2 separate regions of the Gossypium arboreum genome follow, and region 2 is linked to region 1. A link is a contact called in public Hi-C data. All regions are on one chromosome and are shown on one strand. The core of a region is the stretch at or near the end of the contact, and the rest is flanking DNA. Distances in the headings are between cores, read along the strand shown.

What was found. Hi-C and Micro-C count contacts between places; a contact is called where the count stands out from the background.
Region 2: a Hi-C map of leaf shows a contact between it and region 1, with 2.8 times the contacts expected there. The contact joins two enhancer-like sites. A contact is called at or near these places in 2 of 5 Hi-C or Micro-C datasets (both in leaf).

The regions. Positions count from the first base shown.
Region 1 is chr8:28,783,300-28,786,473 of ASM2569848v2, reverse strand. No RefSeq gene overlaps it. Among protein-coding and RNA genes, the nearest start is that of LOC128279961, 17 kb to the right of the region's middle. Within about 2 kb of position 1,918, at least 1 of the 2 cell types and tissues checked has an H3K27ac peak or open chromatin away from gene starts, as enhancers often do. A contact at or near this core is called in leaf, where this site is marked.
Region 2 is chr8:29,146,298-29,149,232 of ASM2569848v2, reverse strand. No RefSeq gene overlaps it. Among protein-coding and RNA genes, the nearest start is that of LOC128296415, 9.4 kb to the left of the region's middle. Within about 2 kb of position 1,567, at least 2 of the 2 cell types and tissues checked have an H3K27ac peak or open chromatin away from gene starts, as enhancers often do. A contact at or near this core is called in leaf, where this site is marked.

The sequences.
Region 1 (3,174 bases), core at 669-3,168:
TAACAAATTTGAAAGTTTAAAATATTTAAATATTTTATAATATCAAAAATATTTAATATTTAATATTTCAAAATAATATTTAAAATTTGAAAAGTAATTTCAAAATATATATTTAAAATTTTAAAAATATATATTAATAAAATATTTCAAATATATATTTTAAAATTTTTAAAGTTAATAATAATAAATAAGTAAAATAAATAAAATAAATAAATAAATAAATAAAAGTCAAAAAGTAAAAATAAAGAAACTGACATGGCAGGAGACTGGTGGCGCTATATTAATTGGCTCCACCAGAAAAATGGTTAATTTTTTTAAAGTCCTTCCATATTTTTAAAAATTTCAGTATTTCTCTGATATTTATACAGGTGACGCTATTCTACATGGCTCCACCAAAAAATTAATTTTTTATGCTCCCCACTAACGTGGCAAGTTGGTGGCGCCATATAATTTGGCTCCACCAACTTTTACTGTGGATTTCAGGTCATTTTGGTGTTTTATTAAAAAAATAAGTCATTTTAATATTTAATTAAATTTGATGAGTTATTTTAATAAAAAAACTCGAAAACAATGTCATTAATGCTAATAAAAGTGATCAAATGAAAGGATTTTTACTAAAATAATATAAATCTAATTTTATTTATAAAAATATAATATAGTGTTCCCATACTTCAAATCAACACAATGACGATTTGGGAGAATGACAGAGAAAATTGAGTTCTATATCAACATCACCTTCTGTTTCCAAAACCCACAACCTCAATCCAACTCAATATTAAATCCCACTCAACCTTATTTAATGCCCCATCCTAAATTACTATATAAATCCCTAAAAAGCTAAACTCATCTCACACAACTCCAATAAAAATTAATTCATCCGATTTTAATTAAATAAATAATTTTAAAATTTTAAAAAATGTAAAATTGATTCAATCAATTATGAACTATTTTCTAAGATATCAACTCATTTTTTTTATCCAAATCTAAATATCAATCATTTTCGGCAGTCTTAATGAAAATACTCAATAACTCATTTTATTGAACTCTTCTATTCCCAAGAAGGATGTATGCAAATCTTGATAACTTAAACATATCATGTTGAAGATATGTTCCTTTATGTAGTTAAAGTGATATGTCACAAATTTAGGCATTAGCGAAAATCAAGGGCATAGATTAAGTTCACTTATCATGTCATAATTGAGGACATGTACTAGACGCATCAAAGTAAATTTTTTTTTACCTTAATAACCTGACATTATAGGATGGTAAGTGATAAGTATGTTTACTTGAGCAATCCGACAAGACACTTTGTAAAAAATAAATATAAAATTTTATTAATATATTAACTAGGATAAAAAGTTCAAAATAGGTTGAATTAGATTTATAATTTTTTTTAAAAAAAAAGTTCAAAAACTAAAATCAATTGGAAATATTTTTCCACAACTTTTTAATGTAGGAGTTGTGTGAGATGAGTTTGGGTTTGGGAGGTTTATATAGTGATTTAGGGTGGAAGTAGTAAATAGGGTTGAGGTTTATGTTGGGTTGGTTGTGTTCTCGCACACATGGCTCCATTTTCTGTGCTCTCTCCAATTGCCACCAACTGTGTCAATTTAGGGTATGGAAAACGAAAAGTTCTTTTTATTATTCAATTTATATTATTTTAATAAATAAAATTGAATCTATATTACTTTAGTAAAAAAATATTATTTTAATAAAATTCCATCAAATGAGTGTTTTTGAGTGAAGGAGGTGGAGTAATTAATTGACATTAACCGCTTTTCTTCTTTCAAGATAATATCATTTTGATCTATGAGTTTTAGTACCCATTTTCGTAATGGGTATTTTTGGGCCACTTCTAACCATTCTGAAAGATAACCCTATGGATCTTGTATTGCTTAAGCTTTTGCTTGAAGGGAAGTAAAGAGTTAAGTGGCAAATATCCATTACCCAACCCAAACCCATCAATGTTGGATGCATTGCAGAACATGACTTGGAAAAAAATGTTTTTCCTTTTTTTCTTTTTATGTTTGTCTCACGAAAATAAATCGCTCAATAGAAATAAACTTTTCTTTCTAGAAATTGTTGAAAAGGGTAAATGATTTTGTCGAAAAGGAGCTCCGTAATATGATTTTTAGACAAAAATTAACTTGAATCATATAAAACATTATTATGTTAATAATAAACTTATTAAAATTATTGAAACAATCGACTCTATATGAAAAAAAAAAAATCAAAATAATCAAACAAACTTCTTCAGTTTAATTTGGTCAATTTTGGCGGTATTTAATTTTTCTACTTATTTATTTATAAAACAGAAAAAAAAAATTGTATTGAATTAATTAATTGGATTTTGGAATTAATATGGGTATTCGGTCTATTAATTTAGTTTGGAAGCCCAAAATTAGACTTGAATAAATCATCAAACCCATTACCTTGACTGAATAAATTGAAAATCGACTTTTTCCATTAAATTGATTAACTAATTAGATTTTTGCTTATCCCTAACTTGAAGTGCTAAGGAGGTTGAGCCATGATTTTTGCTCAGTTCATAATGAGGCTTCTTGTTTATACATGATTGATGATGTATTGGTTTGAGATATTTTCTTCAAGGGCAACGAAATGAGCTTGAATGCTCGGTAGTTATTGTAAGGTGAAGGTGAGCTAGAGATATGAGAGTTTGTGCTTTGGAATGCTCTCTGATGTTTAAGTCATTACACATTAGAAAAATATGAGCTCAAACTAATGAAGAAAATAGAGTAAAAATAAAAAAGAAAGTGAGGAAGAATAGTTGTTTATGTCTTTGGTCTTAAGACTGCCATTATTTATTATTGATTTGCAAAAGTGACCAGAGAACACAAATGAGTTCGCCTTGTACTAAATTATAATTGTGTTTGTATTGGGATAATTGAGCATGTGCTAAATGTGCGTTGGAATAGTTTGTTAGGCTGTTAGCTATTAACTATTAACACCTAACAGATTGAGTTGTTTGCAAGTATTAACAGTATTTATTAATCTGTTAATAAATTGTTAACAATAGTTGATTAATTAGTATATAAACACTGAATGTATGCATTCTACTACTTATAATGATTGAAAATGAGTTTTATCTCAAAAGCTTTCTTTCTTCTTTAACTTTTCTGCTTTTCATTGTTCTTTGTTTTTATGTTTGATCAT
Region 2 (2,935 bases), core at 318-2,817, 360 kb before region 1:
TTACTGTCATATTTTCTCTGGCGCCCTATTTCACCAGTCTCTTTCATTTCTGCCTCCTATAAACCATTGGTAAGGCAAAGTTTGACTGTGTGATGAGATTGATTTCAATGAAATGAAAACAACAATAGTAATAAAATTAGTTATTATAGCATGAGATTAAATATTATAGTAATGATATTACAATCAGTTGTAAAATATGTGATTAGATTTAATTACTTTTATAATGGGCATGTGAGAATAAAAAATAATTATTAAGGATACTAGGAAAAGAATGGTACATAATTGAAGTTTAAATTATTTCATTTTCATAAAAATTTTAAAAATAGGTTAAATTGTAATTTTACTAATTAAATAATATATCATGATATTTTTATTATTGATGTAATTATTTATTATTTATTTAAATAATTATTTTCTTTAATTCAAATGTTTTTACTATTGTTTGTAAGCAAACAACAATGAAAATAGCAAAACAACGTGCAAATAGAAATGAGCAAAGAGGGAAGAAAGAAATATGAGAAGAGTGGCTAGTGTTAAAACATGAAAATAAAATAGGATTTATTGTAACATTTAGGGGGTCTCGTTGATCGAATATTACATACAACTTATAGTGTAATATTTCGAAATAAGATTAGAATGTTTGAATTCTCAATATTCCGATTATTTAGTAATCTTATATTCTTAAACAATATCGAAATGCTATAATATAGAGTGTAATCTTATTACGACCACTTTTTCAGATTTCTAAGATTCTAAAAACAGTCTGAACTTTAAAAAACTCAATAGAAAAAAGGAGTCAAGAGTGCTCTCATTGAACTTCCCGAAGAAACAGCGAGTACTGTGGTTGGGAAGAAGATGAGCGGTGTCTTCGAATCGAAGGACGAAAAAAACGAAATTGCTCTCCTTGAGGAGGAGTTAATCCAACTAACGGTGAAAAATTCATTAGTAACTCCATCAGAAAATCTGACGCTGATCTGCTCTATTTGTACAAAGAAAACATATAATCCAGATAGCTTGCGAGCACAATTACGAAGCATATGGAAAACAAAAAAGAAGTTCGAGATTCTTATCGCAGGGCAAAATCTGTTTACGATCTCTTTTAAAGATGAGGAGGACTTGGAACAGATCTTGGAAAGGCATCCATGGCTAATTCGAAAACAATTAATCATTTTTGATAGACTGACGCAACCTCTGGAGAGAAACAAGAATCAACTAACCTTCTCCCTGTTTTGGATGAAAGTTGGCCCGTGTCCACCAGAATGTGACAAAAAGGATTTGATGCATGCAATTGGATCTACTTTTGGGGGAGTTATTAGATCTGATATAAAAGGGGAATTCTGTTGAATCAAAGTTAACCTAGATGTTCAAAAATAATTAAGAAAGGGTGTCTTTGTTTCTCCGAATGAGAAAGAGAAAATATGGATGAAAATATGGATATCCTTTAAATATGAAAATCTCCTAACTTTCTATTTTGGTTGCGGAAGAATGGGCAATGAGATTAAGGAATGTTCGGAAACAAGCCCGGAAGATCGTATAAAGGTAGATGATGAGCATCCTTTCTCAATAGCACTTAAGGCAAAATCTTCCATGGTAGGGAAAGAATGTCTAATTTTTGGATCAATACAGAAAAAATCAATGAAGCAATGTTTTTACGCGGGAGAGGAACTGGGGAAAAAAGAAGATGCTCTTTTGCCAGAAAAGTCTATTCCATATCGTCGGCCGGAGAGTGAAGTTAGATCGATAAAGAACTCCGGGAAGTGGGAAACGGAGAAAATACAGGAAAATTCCGAAGAAAGAGATTCTAATTTTTCTCCCTAAGTTTTGGCTACAAAAGAGGAAGAAGAGTCCAAAAAGAATTGGTGCCCTACAACAGATACTTTAAATGCAAACTCTAATTAGTGGGACCTAGAGGTGGAGCAGGCCATCATAAATTGGTATTGTGCTACGGAAAATGATAAAAAAAATCTGAGGATAAAGGGCCCATTAATCCAAAAGAAATATTTCAATTGGGCCACAAAAAAAGAAGCTGGCGCCGATTAAACCGTAAGGGAAATAGCGACTCAAATATGACTGAGCTTACAATAGGTAAACGAAAACTAAATCAAGAGGAAGCGTCCGATTTTGGACCATTAGCTGAAAACATAACAAAAAACCAAGAACTGATGAGGGAAATTTGGATGGTAGTACAATAATGGAGATGATGAGGTCTATAGAGGATGAAGATGTTTTTTCACAAATTATATCAGCGGCTGGCAAATGGCCAGCTAACCGAAACCAATGAAAATTCTATGCTAGAATGCCAGAGGTTTGGGGAATCCTCAAGCTTTTCGAAGGCTTCAACACACGTTGAAGATATATAAAACCCAAATGGTCTTCTTAATGGAGACAAAATTAGATTGTATCCGAATGGAACGTCTTCGAAAACGGTGTGGTTTTCTTAATGGGATGGATATTCCAGGTAATGGTTCGCAAGGTGGGTTAAGTCTTGCATGGAATGGAAACAATCTAGTTCATGTCTGTAGCTATTCAAAAAATCATATTGATGTGGAAATTAATGAAGAAGATAATCCATATACGTGGCAATTCACTAGATTTTATGGCAATCCCAGTCATTCAAACAAGCAAGAGTCATGGAATCTACTTCACCGACTAAGGAACAATTGCTTAATACCGTGGTGTGTCTGTGGAGACTTCAATGAGATCATGTATGCACACGAGAAAATGGGAGGGGCAATAAGAGACGAAAGGCAGATGGAGGAATTTCGAAAAACCCTGGAAGAATGCGATCTAGCAGATATGGGATATAGTGGACAAAAATTTACTTGGGAAAAAGGTAATTTTGCGGATACAAACATAAGGGATCAGCTCAATAGGAGAGTAGCAAATTCGGAATGGCTGAATTTATTTTTTTATTATTTGGTACAACATCCACCAC